Linked DNA regions of Mus musculus: all the other regions are linked to region 1. A link is a contact called in public Hi-C and promoter capture Hi-C data. All regions are on one chromosome and are shown on one strand. The core of a region is the stretch at or near the end of the contact, and the rest is flanking DNA. Distances in the headings are between cores, read along the strand shown. Region 1 holds the start of 4930570G19Rik (RIKEN cDNA 4930570G19 gene). Region 2 overlaps Negr1 (neuronal growth regulator 1). Region 3 overlaps Negr1 (neuronal growth regulator 1).

Region 1 (4,158 bases), core at 1,528-4,027:
TCTATAGGATTGTAAAATTGATGTAAAAGAATAAAGCAGATAGAATTTGCTTCCAGTGACAAAGACGATATTTAAAATATAGACAATATCACTGGGAAGTTTCGAGAGTCGAGAGTTCTCTAAAATGCTACAAAGCTCGAGGTTCGTCATACAAGGATGAGGTCTGAAGCCTGTAAGCAAGCAAGAAGCACACCAAACTCAGCACTGTAAGAATGCTCCCCACAAGCCTGGAGATCTACACTGTCAGAGTGAAGGTCTCCTGGAAGCAGAGCAGGCTCCCGATAGATACTTCCGTTGACCGTAACACTTATTAAACTGCTCATTACGAAGGGGATTGCCAAGATTTATCACCACAATGTGAGTGAGAGATCAAATCCTTCAGGCTGAAAACGGTAATGCTTGCCATATTTTAGCCATTTGCTACTGCAAACACACGCACATTTCAGTTTCTGTAACTGAGCTTGCCTCCAAAGCTGATGATCAAACTTACAAAGAAACTAAGAACATGAGTAAAAAGGTATTCAATTCTCAGCTGCTCCATGATAAAGCACGCCTCACCCTTGTCCAAAATGAAAAGTTATTCTTCTATACTGTAGCAGAAATGCATTACTTTTGTGTTCTCCGACACTTAACAAGAATAATATATTCTTAAAATAAGGTATTAGCATATATTAAAATTGTCCTGTGTAATTGGCCTCAAAAACAATTAAAAAGCTTTAAGTCATGCCTGAAACCTACATCCTTAAATTTAAAACGTTGCCTGTTTCAACCATAAATAAGCATTCTTCCCCACCTTAGACATGCATGTATTATACTGGCTCCCTGTAATCTGTACTCAAAAGCAAACTACCACCCAGTGGAGAGAGTGAAGATCTTCCAGGGATATTGGCAAAGCAAGCCAGGTTTTTTTTTTTGGGGGGGGGAGGCAGGGGGACAGTGTAGGTGGGTCTATGGGAAGTGAAGAGCAAGGCAGGGCAGGGAGCCCTGTTTAGCGCTAAGCTTGACTGGTCATCAATTTATATCCAATGGGAAAGGAAATCTTCCCCTGGGCATACTTGGTAGTGTGGCTTCTGAGGAAAACAGGCTAGGGAGACCTTTCACCGACAAACACTCTGTTCATGCTCAGCTCAGTGAAAATAGGGGAAGACAAGAGGCAAAACTACAGACAGAAGAGAAAGGGAAGTGTGTGTTGGGGGTTGGGGGGTGCACGTGTGGAGTGAGTGTGGAGTGTGCATCCTTTAAACACTGGGGGGGGGGGTTCTGAGTGTGAATCATTTCTCACAGGAGGGAAGTGCCAGTGTATGAGAGGATGGGAGAGCTGAGAGGGAGTGTGCTCATAAAATCGAGATTTATGGGATCTGAATATGGTACTGGACCTTGAGTGTGGGTGTGACAGAAAAGTGCATGGGAGGCAAAGCTGGAGACAGATGATGGTCTGGGAGGGGAAGACAAGGGCTATGGTGAGGACCGGAAATTAGTGGAAAGGGAAATCTGGAAAAACAGGGAGAATAAGGAATGACAGGAACTAAGGTGTGAGGGAAACACTGGGAACACTATAGCATAGGAGTAAACCAGAGACTGGAGGCAATAGGGGTGACTGAAGAGGGAGTTGGAGAAATGGGATAGGGGACAGAGGAAGAGGGAAACACAGAAGGAAAGCAGCTACAGGAGGGGGAAAAAAGCTGAATGGAATATTTGGATCTTACTGTTCAAGTGAGAGGGAAAATAAATGGAGCACAGAGCCAGCAGTTGAGAAAAGTCGCTTACGGAGTGAAGCAGAAACAAGCCCTGTAAACTTGTCAGACTCCTGGAGTACCGCTGGCAGCAGAGCGGAGACCTGGCTCCAAAGTGGCACCTGCCCCTCCTTCAAGCCCCACACTTCCTAAGCCCGGGCTGCTTGGAAAGCGCTTTTCCCTCTCTCCCTAATCCAGCCAGACCCCTGCCCCGGGGTCCGAGAAGCCCAGGAAGGGTCATGCGTGGCTAGCCTGAGGTGTGGTGTTTTTGCTCGTGAGCAACAGCAGGATTCACTCTGGGTGTAAAGCAAGGTGCAGAGAGGGAAAGGGACGGAAAGACAGACTGAGGCAAGTGTAGAGAGGGCGCGCGGTCCCTACCTGAGCACCGCTGTGTCACCTTTCCTCACCAGCATGTTGTCCACGGCCGCCCAAGGGAAGTCCACGCTCTGCCCGGCCGGGAGGCAAGAGCACAGGCTCAGAAGCACCGCCGCCAGCCACTGGTTCGAGCAACAAGCGCCCTGCGCCAGGAGCACCATGTCCGTGCCTGCCAGGCTGCTCGCTCTCCGGCAGCGTCGGCTCCCACCCCCTGCTGCTGGCGAGGCTGCCCGATAACCAGGCGGCGCGCCACACGAGATTTTTTTTCCTCTTTTCCTTTTTCTGAGTGGGTGGGTGGGTTTCTTCTCTTTCTCGCCCCCTCCCTAGTTGTCGGGCGTAGTTTCCCTCTTTCCCCGGCCTCGCCTCCTTTCTGCTCCTCTGCAGCTTGCCTTCCCTCCCTCCCCTCCCGCCCCCTGGCACCGCGCTCCACCTCCTTCGGGGCGCCCGGCCGCGTCCGGAGCGTGGCTAATCCCTGGCGGCCGCACACCGTCCTGCGAGGCTGCGAGCAGAGCGCGGGAGGCGGCGCAGGCAGCGCGGGGCGCAGCAGCGGCCGGCGGCCCCCGGGCTCGCGCGCGTTGCCAAGCGGCCGTTTCCGTAGCAACCCCGCCCAGGGATGGAGGACCAGGCAGGGAGGGGGGCCGGAGAAGCGAAAGAGATAGATCAAAAAGAGGAAAGAAGAGGGACTGGGAAGCTAGGGCGACTGAGGATACGCCGAGGTCTAGTCCGGCTTGGCAGCGCGAACTAGAGAGCTTTGCGAGCCGCGGGGCTGGGAAGTCAGGGCATAAGGGCCAGGCCTGCCCTCTGGTGCTTTCGGCTCCTCGGGCCCCCGACTTTAAAGTGCTCAAGTTGGGGTCGGCGCCATCATGACGCCTGAGACTGAGTGAGTTGGCTTTTTTTGTTGTTGTCTTGTATTTTTTTTTTAATCCTGACTAGCTAATAGCGCTGTTAATAAACTGCCAGTTAGCTCTCTCTTCTCTCTCTTCCTCTCCTCTCCTCTCCTCTCCTCTCCTCTCCCCTCCCCTCCCCTCCCCTCCCCTCCCCTCCCCTCCCCTCCCCTCTCCTCTCCTCTCCTCTCCTCTCCTCTCCTCTCCTCTCCTCTCCTCTCCTCTCTTCTCTCCCCTTCCTGTTTCCTTCCCTCCGTTCCTTATTTTTCCTTTAGTGGGGGTATTTCTTTTCACCCTCTCTTGGAGATAAGCAGGGATTGTGGCGGCGCTGCTGCTTTACGGGGACAGTATAGTGATTCGGGCATGCCGACCGAAAGCTAGTGCGTGTGTGAGTCCGCCTGTGCGTACTGGAGAACGCCTGCCCTTCTCTGTGCGTCTTGATACTAACTTGCGCATGAGTGTGTGTGCGCGTGTGGTGTCAGCACAGAGTGTCCACTTGTGAGAGGGAGATGGAGTGTGCAGGGCGCGTGCTGGGCCCGGGAGCGCGCGACACGCAGGCGCAACGGGAGGGATGGGCGGGCCTTACTGGGATGCAGAGTTGGAGGAGGCTGCAATCAGTGTTTTAATTGTGTGGAGCTAGGCGGTCCTGTTATGTAAGAGGCAGTTTAACCCATTTGAGCCTACTGGGCGGAAGGCTTGCGCATTCGGTTGAAGCCAAGGCATTCCTCGGCTTTAAAGAGTCCCAGTTGTATTTTTTTTTTTCACCGCCTCCCAGTTGGGGTGGACCTGCATCCTTTGAGCAGTAACCTCAACCCCTCAAGGGGCAAGCAGTGTCCCGCGGATCTGCTAGCCTACGCCCAGGTCAGGGCAAAACAGGGTACAAGGCACGGGGGTCACCCCATAGTCCACTCTTCCCCCCCCCCCACCCCCTTTCTGGCACTCATTTTCAACCCTAAGATCCTAGAGGTCTTCCAGGCGATTTGCAAATCAATGAGAGAATCTGAATCCAGAACAGCGATTCCAGTGCCCATGAGGAGTTTGGGAAGCTGGTGGTTAGAAATAACTTACCCTCACCACTTGGTTTCCCCCACCTTCCGCCTGTAGCGGTATTTACAAAACACATTCGTCTTTCACTGGTGCTCATTTGAACTCCTTTATTTATTTAT
Region 2 (3,806 bases), core at 792-3,291, 520 kb before region 1:
CACAGAGAGAGGCTGTAACACTTACATGCATTACCCTCATATGTCAACAAGTGCCTACTTGGTCCTTGACTCTGAAGTTTGTGATGTTTCCACTGTGCTTAGCACCAAGGTCCAAAATACATATCACACTGTAACCGTGGGTCATAAACCAATGTGCAGGTAGTGTTGACTTGAGTAAGCCAGGCACACAGGGTTCTTTCCTGGGTGGTATATACCGCTTGTCACCTTAACAACATGGCTGTCCAAATAAGACCTGAACCAGAATGATACCAATAGACATGACATTATTTGCTTTCAACAAATACAACATAAGCATTTTGTAAATGTTTTTGTTTTGAGTTCTTAGTCATCCTACCTATAATGTAACAATCTTAATTCACTAGGTTAGGAGAAGTTTCCTGAGTCCAGCCAGCTCAGAAACAAGTAGCATGCTGACAGGGTAAAAACTGAGCTCATGTTCCTAGACCCCAGAACCCAATTCCTATCCTTCTTCTTCAGACATTTCATGTTTGTTACCCAATAAAGGATGTAAAGAAGGGAGTTGCTGTAATCCTGTTCCTAAACTAAGGCACACAAGTCATGAATGTGTTGCCTGTCTTGACTTAATTGACTACAGGAAGCTTGCCCACTTCTTTGTTCCCTTACAATTCTAGATTGCAGGTCACAGTCCAAGAAAGGACCTGGCTTCAAAAGCTGACTCAAGAACCCTGAAACCAGATGACCCAGATGAGGCCCAGTCACCAAGTTAACTTCCTTGCTTAACCCCTTCTGTTAAAATATGATTGGCCAATGTGACAACCCATCCAATTCCTTCTCGAATTGTGTTCTCATCTTATAAAAATATTGTACAATCTCTCTTCAGGGATGCAGTTCAGATCCCAAATTGACCTTCTCCCTGCAAGCACAGAAAGTAAAGCTTTCGTGTTTAAGCTTCTGTCTCTGAAGTAAGTTTTCTTGGCTTCCACCATGAACCTAACAACTGAGCCAAGCTAAGTCCAGGAAAGCTAGGCAGTGCACATGCGCGCGTACATCTGTGCAGCGTGCTCATTTACATGTTTTCATGCACCTGTGTTAAAGAGAAAGTGGGACCTAGTCCATCCAGTTAACACATGGGAACACTCAACTTCGAAATCTTTAGGTAAAATTAAATGTTAGAGCCCAGTTACAGGGGGACACCTATCCCATCACCCAATTTGCATATAAATTTCTGGAATTCCAGGCCCAGGAATCCCTTAAAGGAAATGTATCCTTTGTCCTGAACATTGCAAAGAACTTGAATTCAACACCAGGCCAGCCAGCTAGAACAGAGGTGCAAAGCCTTTTCTTTAAACTTGGATTGCAGTTTTAAAAATTAGTGAAAGAAAACTAATGTTCACTACTAGGAAACCAGCTCATATACAACGAACCCACTCACAGCACCATTTGGTCTTGATTTGAATGCAGTTTGTAGAACGAGGGACGTGGGTTCTTGTTCCCTGGAATATTTTCTAGTCTCAGCACTGAGGCTAACAGCTGGACCATTTAGAATGATGCTAAGCCTTTATAGAGTCAAACTCTTCTATTCATAAAACAGGAAAAGATCGCTTACAACGAAGTGGCTTTGTGAGAATTAAAATAGGTTAATGTGTGTGTATGAAATTGCTTTGTCAGGACTAAATTATAATGATTCTTCTTTTTTTTTACTTGAGATAAGTGTCCCAAGCTACCAAAAATGTCTCCAGCACATACCACAGGTCATTACAAGCAGAAAAAATGTATTATAGCAAAAAGTGTTTTAGGTTTTAAAAGTTTTGTTTTCTAATTATGAAAATACAGGTAATAAATGTCCTTAAGTCTTATCTCAAATAAATACTACTGGCATCTGATTTTTGAAACTTGGCCTTGACTCTTCCTCTTTTGTTTCTCTAAGCCCAGAGCACCAGTGAGCTATGCTCAGGGAAACAGTAACAATACAAGGAGGAGATGGCCAGCAGGCAGGAGGAAAGTAGGACAACTCACTGATCTCAGTGTGAGCAGCAACCCTCCCTGCTCTCAGCAGGTCCCTCTAGGTGCCAGCTGGTGAAACTGGCTGTTCCTTCCCCTGCCATGCTAGATGTCTGACAACACATACAAAACCCTGAGATATTTTACTTTTTTGACCCATCCTGTTTGTCCCGAGGAAGAAAAAGAGACTTGTGAAAATCCTTCTGGAAAGAGGATCTTCTCAGCCAGTCCATGCTGGTGATAAACATCAGGACTGCAAGACACCTAGAGGGTCAAGTTTAGGGAAGTTTGCATTTCCATCTTTCCTTCAGTGAGGCAGGATTAGCTCAAGGCTTAGCCTTTCTGTCCACACACAGTACCTACTCTTTAACCTGGTCTGACCTACACAGTTACTCCTAACTCTCAGAACTTCATTCCCTTCACTTGTGAGATTGGAGATGCAGTTCCCACTGCAGAGTCCACTGCAAATATTCATCCAGTGAAGGGCTTGTGTGCCATGAGCATCCCCTGTGTTGCTGGTGACTGTCACACATGCCCAAGCTCCCGGCACCCCATGATGCATTGCTGATAGTCCCTGGGTTCAGATAGACAGATAGCCTTCCATCACAGGGTAGCCTCATGCTTACCACACACCTTTCAATGATTAGCAATCAATTTCAATATCATCTTTTAAATCCAACCCATTGCACTGTCAAGTGATTATGTTCTATAATTAAATTAATGGTATTGAACTTTAGGTTTTGCTGCGTGGCTGACTTTATTTGGTGTTTGCTCTTCACTCACAGAGTGACTACTAGATGCTGGTGTGAAGTCACAGTATTTAATTTATAGCCGCATGGGAACACACCTTTACTATAATTTAAAAAAGAAATATCTGCAAACAAGGGTATTTTCAAAGGATCCTATTTGGGAGTTCACATTTTCTATTCATTAAGATTTGACAATTTAACATAAATTAAAAGTAAAAGGCTGTTTCATGGAGTGTATGTCTCATCCTTCCTTGTTTTGGCTGGACTACACTGACATTGATATTTAATGAAGTCCTTACAGTCGCCTGGTAGTCTGCAAAGCCAGTGAGGCTCTTGTAGTGTGCAGTCTTGTATCCTGTGACATTAACATCTTGTTAGTTGGAGACTAGAGATGTGAAGAAAGAAGGCGTATCAAGAAGAAATCAACACTTGCCTTATCAAATGTAATAGAAAATGCTAATGTGACTCACAGGCAATGGGAAATTGAATTATAGCTTTAAATCTATTTAAGTCAACTTGAAAATCACCCTGGAAACTTCTGTTTCGACATGGGTGGAATTCTAACAGACACTTCTCATAGAGTGCAAACATGGGCAGGATAGTTGACTTATAAAGCTCAGTAATAAAATTATGCACACACTTCTAAAACAGTTTACGTTAACAAGTGAGGAAAACGTATGCATTATTACATTTACACTATAAAGAAAGACAAGGAACCGGTTATTTATATCCACTTGAATATAATTAGGAGTAGATAAGGGGAACTTTAAGCCAGATGATTTTTGTATATGTACCTGAAACACAGAGGGGCTGTGACATTGGCAAAAATAAACCCTCACACTGAAGGCTTTCCTCTTTAGTATATCACTCTGAAACCCAGCATGAATTTCATTTGTCAATTACATGGTGTGGCAAGAATGTGATTTATTCTATAATGAAATGAGTATAATGCAGGAAGTAGTGAAGGGTTTATTCAAATGTGTTAAATGCCACACGTGAACACCTTCTGAGTGACTGAGAATCAACACATTTAATAACAACCCTCACTCACTGGCTGTCAGTCTACTCACAGCA
Region 3 (4,164 bases), core at 112-2,611, 560 kb before region 1:
CCACAGGGATAGAGTCCATAGTAGCTGTGAAGGCATGGTATAGGGCAAGAATAGGAAGCTGGCTACTCACATCTTTATCCTCACACAGGAAGGAGAGAGAGAGAGAGAGAGAGAGAGAGAGACAGAGAGAGAGAGAGAGAGGGAGAGAGAGGGAGAGAGAGGGAGAGAGAGGGAGAGAGAGGGAGAGAGAGAGAGAGAGAGAGAGAGAGAGGGAGAGAGAGGGAGAGAGAGGGAGAGAGAGGGAGAGAGAGGGAGAGAGAGGGAGAGAGAGAGAGAGAGAGAGAGAGAGAGAGAGAGAGAGAGAGAGAACATGAATTGGATTGAGGCTCTAAATTCCCAGTGATATACTTCCTCCAGCCTCTGTAACCTCCCTAAACAATGCCACCAAGTAGGGAACAAGTGTTTGAATATGTGAGCTTATGCACATTTCTCATCCAAACCATCATAGTTTTGGAAAGGAATTAAATTCTGCTTTGATACTACAAGGTACTTCTATAACTATGATAATTCTGCTTATTCATTACTAGAACATAGGACAAGGTGTGGTCCTTTCAGAAGAGTGGTAAAGATGGCAGTACAGGGAGGCATTTGAACATGTCTGTTTCCAGAAAGAGCCCAAATGAGAATAATATCTGTGAGTGTTGATGTTCCAGGAGGGATTTTGAGCTACGAGGAACATGGACTGAGCTTAGTCTATGCCATAGATCTGCCTTTTCATTTGTCCACTTACCTAGCCTTCACAACAATTCACTAAGTACTATCATGATTTCCATTTTCCCTGAGGCAGGGGAATGTTTAGTGTCCAGAGCTACATTATGAACTACTACTACTCTTCGGAAGCTAAAGCTTTAGTTTAATTGAGTCCACATTCTCCAAGGATAGTGTTTCTAGGCATGTCTATAGAGGTCGTATGTGTATTTTCTAGAGGCCCCCTTCTAAAGGACCTTTCTCCCTATATTAAACCTCTCAGTGATAATAGCATAGTGCTTGAGTGTGGAGAGAAGATTCCTGTTTCTGAACAAATATGTTTATATTCATTTCATGTATCAAGAAAGAAGAATAAAATAAATGATCATGAATGAAAACACATCTGTCCTACTGCAGACCCCTGGTAAGAACCTAAGGCTTTTTATGGCCTGTGTTCTTCTGTTTAGGTTCACCTCCTGCACCACAAGTGCTGACATCAGGGCAGATGCCAAGTCAACACAAATAGCAGCCATCTCTGTGAAGATGAACAGATGTGCAAGGCAAAAAAAAAAAAAAAAAAAAAAAAAAAGTCAGCATACAATTCCCTGTGCCCAACCACAGGCTTTGTCACTAGGTGGGTTAATGCTTCACTGTTCTCAGCAGCTGTGATTGCTGAGTATTCCTCAATTCTTCAGTGTGCAGCTTCAAAGAGGTGGCTCAACAAAGTCCCTTTTCATCACGAGTGTTTGTGACTGGTTCTTTTGTTGCTGCTCTTGCTGAAGACATTCTGTCAATATTTTCTCACTGTCTGTGTGTCAGATGGCTTACAAAAGACAGTGCATGATGGCATGTTGGTACAGTGGCAGGAAGCACGTACCACACACACACACACACACACCATATCTGTGTGTACAAATATGTACATCTATGGAATGAGTTGGAAGGTGGGGTAGGTCCTTGGACTCTAGGTATATTATATTAAACTCTTTTCTCAACCAGTATAGCACAACCATTTTAGAGGGAATTAGAGTCTCTGGTCATTACTCCCTTGTGTTTGGACTGCAGGCATCTATGATCTGCCAAGTAATGTGGTATGGGTAGGGTGTTATGAATTCAATAGGCAGGCATGTGTCATCCATGAGCCTTGGTAAGGAGTTAGCATGAGATGCATGCTTTATCCAAGGCGTCCTTACTTGTACACAGAGGAGTGAGGGAAGAGATGGACAGATATGAAGCCAGCTAAGCTGGCCAAGGGGGAAAAATAGGTCACTCTCGATAATATGCATTTCATTCAAGTCCCAGGGACCACTGCTCCTCAATCTACATGCAAACATCATGTATTAAGGCTGAACAGCCATGCATCTTGTTCTGTGGGTTGATTCCAGCCTTATATGTTATCGGCTTCTGTTCACATTATATTTTCATTGCCAACTATGGATCTAGGATATTTCATCTGCAATTATGCTAAGAGTGACTGCTGTCCAGCCAAGAGTTCCCAGTATGGGTCACACTGTGGGCAAAGTATGTAATAAATGCATTCCATTGGGGATTTGCTCATGCTTGATGTATGGCTGCACTATTATCATGGTGAGAGCTGTGCTGTGTGCAGGGGTTTTGGCTCTGTAGAGAGCTGTGGTACAGACTCTAATCTTCCTGGATAATGGGGCTCCCTTGAAGCTGAAACAATGCCTTTGGCTTGCAAAAAAAAATGTTTGGTGACAGAGAAGTTGTTTCAGAGTGTCAGTGTGAATTATTCTCCTTCACACCCTTCTCTAGTCTTCTGGGAAACTGAAGCCAGGGAGTCAACATGAACAGAATATTCTGGCAGCCATGAAGGGTAGGAAGTTTCTCTCTTGGTGAGAGTTGTTAGAACAGAGGAAGTTCCTCTTTCTCCACATCCACGCCAGCATCTGCTGTCACCTGAATTTTTGATCTTAGCCATTCTGACTGGTGTGAGGTGGAATCTCAGGGTTGTTTTGATTTGCATTTCCCTGATGATTAAGGATGTTGAGCATTTTTTCAGGTGCTTCTCTGCCATTTGGTATTCCTCAGGTGAGAATTCTTTGTTCAGTTCTGAGCCCCATTTTTTAATGGGGTTATTTGATTTTCTGAAGTCCACCTTCTTGAGTTCTTTATATATGTTGGATATTAGTCCCCTATCTGATTTGGGATAGGTAAAGATCCTTTCCCAATCTGTTGGTGGTCTTTTTGTCTTATTGACGGTGTCTTTTGCCTTGCAGAAACTTTGGAGTTTCATTAGGTCCCATTTGTCAATTCTCGATCTTACAGAGCAAGCCATTGCTGTTCTGTTCAGGAATTTTTCCCCTGTACCCATATCTTCAAGGCTTTTCCCCACTTTCTCCTCTATAAGTTTCAGTGTCTCTGGTTTTATGTGAAGTTCCTTGATCCAGTTAGATTTGACCTTAGTACAAGGAGATAAGTATGGATCGATTCGCATTCTTCTACATGATAACAACCAGTTGTGTCAGGTGACAGCAGATGCTGGCGTGGATGTGGAGAAAGAGGAACACTCCTCCATTGTTGGTGGGATTGCAGGCTTGTACAACCACTATGGAAATCAGTCTGGCGGTTCCTCAGAAAACTGGATATAGTACTACCGGAGGATCCAGCAATACCTCTCCTGGGCATATATCCAGAAGATGCCCCAACTGGTAAGAAGGACACATGCTCCACTATGTTCATAGCAGCCTTATTTATAATAGCCAGAAGCTGGAAGGAACCCAGATGCCCCTCAACAGAGGAATGGATACAGAAAATGTGGTACATCTACACAATGGAGTACTACTCAGCTATTAAAAAGAATGAATTTATGAAATTCCTAGCCAAATGGATCGACCTGGAGGGCATCATCCTGAGTGAGGTAACACATTCACAAAGGAACTCACACAATATGTACTCACTGATAAGTGGATATTAGCCCAAAACCTAAGATACCCAAGATATAAGATACAATTTCCTAAACACATGAAACTCAAGAAAAATGAAGACTGAAGTGTGAACACTATGCCCCTCCTTAGAAGAGGGAACAAAACACCCTTGGAAGGAGTTACAGAGACAAAGTTTGGAGCTGAGATAAAAGGATGGACCATGTAGACACTAGCATATCCGGGGATCCATCCCATAATCAGCTTCCAAATGCTGACACCATTGCATACACTAGCAAGATTATGCTGAAAGGACCCTGATATAGCTGTCTCCTGTCAGAGTATGCCTGGGCCTAGCAAACATAGAAGTGGATGCTCACAGTCGGCTATTGGATGGATCACATGGCCCCCAATGAAGGAGCTAGAGAAAGTACCAAAGAAGCTAAAGGGATCTGCAACCCTATAGGTGGAACAACATTATGAACTAACCAGTACCCCGGAGCTCTTGACTCTAGCTGCATATGCATCAAAAGATGGCCTAGTCGGCCATCACTGGAAAGAGAGGCCCATTGGACACGCAAACTTTATATGC

Evidence for each region. Promoter capture Hi-C pulls out the DNA fragments that hold promoters and counts their contacts. Hi-C and Micro-C count contacts between places; a contact is called where the count stands out from the background.
Region 2: a contact with region 1 is called in a Hi-C map of cerebellum, with 1.7 times the contacts expected there. The contact joins the enhancer-like site here to the promoter of 4930570G19Rik in region 1. A contact is called at or near these places in 8 of 39 promoter capture datasets (the 3T3-L1 cell line, the HPC-7 cell line, cranial neural crest and 5 more), 2 of 484 Hi-C or Micro-C datasets (both in cerebellum) and 6 of 115 datasets of contacts at active chromatin or transcription factors (SST interneurons, embryonic basal ganglia, embryonic forebrain and 3 more).
Region 3: a contact with region 1 is called in a promoter capture Hi-C map of second pharyngeal arch cranial neural crest, with 4 times the contacts expected there. The contact joins the enhancer-like site here to the promoter of 4930570G19Rik in region 1. A contact is called at or near these places in 7 of 39 promoter capture datasets (the C10 cell line, cranial neural crest, frontonasal cranial neural crest and 4 more), 9 of 484 Hi-C or Micro-C datasets (cerebellum, cerebral cortex, cortical neurons and 5 more) and 4 of 115 datasets of contacts at active chromatin or transcription factors (SST interneurons, embryonic forebrain, forebrain and 1 more).

What each region holds. Positions count from the first base shown.
Region 1 is chr3:156,560,306-156,564,463 of GRCm38.p6, reverse strand. 4930570G19Rik (RIKEN cDNA 4930570G19 gene) reads left to right here and starts at 2,777. Exons shown (of 4, transcript NR_040399.1): 1 at 2,777-2,988. Negr1 (neuronal growth regulator 1) reads right to left here and starts at 2,670. Exons shown (of 7, transcript NM_001039094.3): 1 at 2,112-2,670. The coding sequence starts at 2,269.
Region 2 is chr3:157,083,601-157,087,406 of GRCm38.p6, reverse strand. The region is part of intron 4 of Negr1 (neuronal growth regulator 1); the gene reads right to left. Among named protein-coding and RNA genes, the nearest start is that of Gm24373, 130 kb to the left of the region's middle. Within about 2 kb of position 2,041, at least 4 of the 459 cell types and tissues checked have an H3K27ac peak or open chromatin away from gene starts, as enhancers often do. A contact at or near this core is called in cerebellum, where this site is marked.
Region 3 is chr3:157,117,363-157,121,526 of GRCm38.p6, reverse strand. All of the region lies in intron 4 of Negr1 (neuronal growth regulator 1), which reads right to left. Among named protein-coding and RNA genes, the nearest start is that of Gm24373, 91 kb to the left of the region's middle. Within about 2 kb of position 1,361, at least 12 of the 459 cell types and tissues checked have an H3K27ac peak or open chromatin away from gene starts, as enhancers often do. A contact at or near this core is called in second pharyngeal arch cranial neural crest, where this site is marked.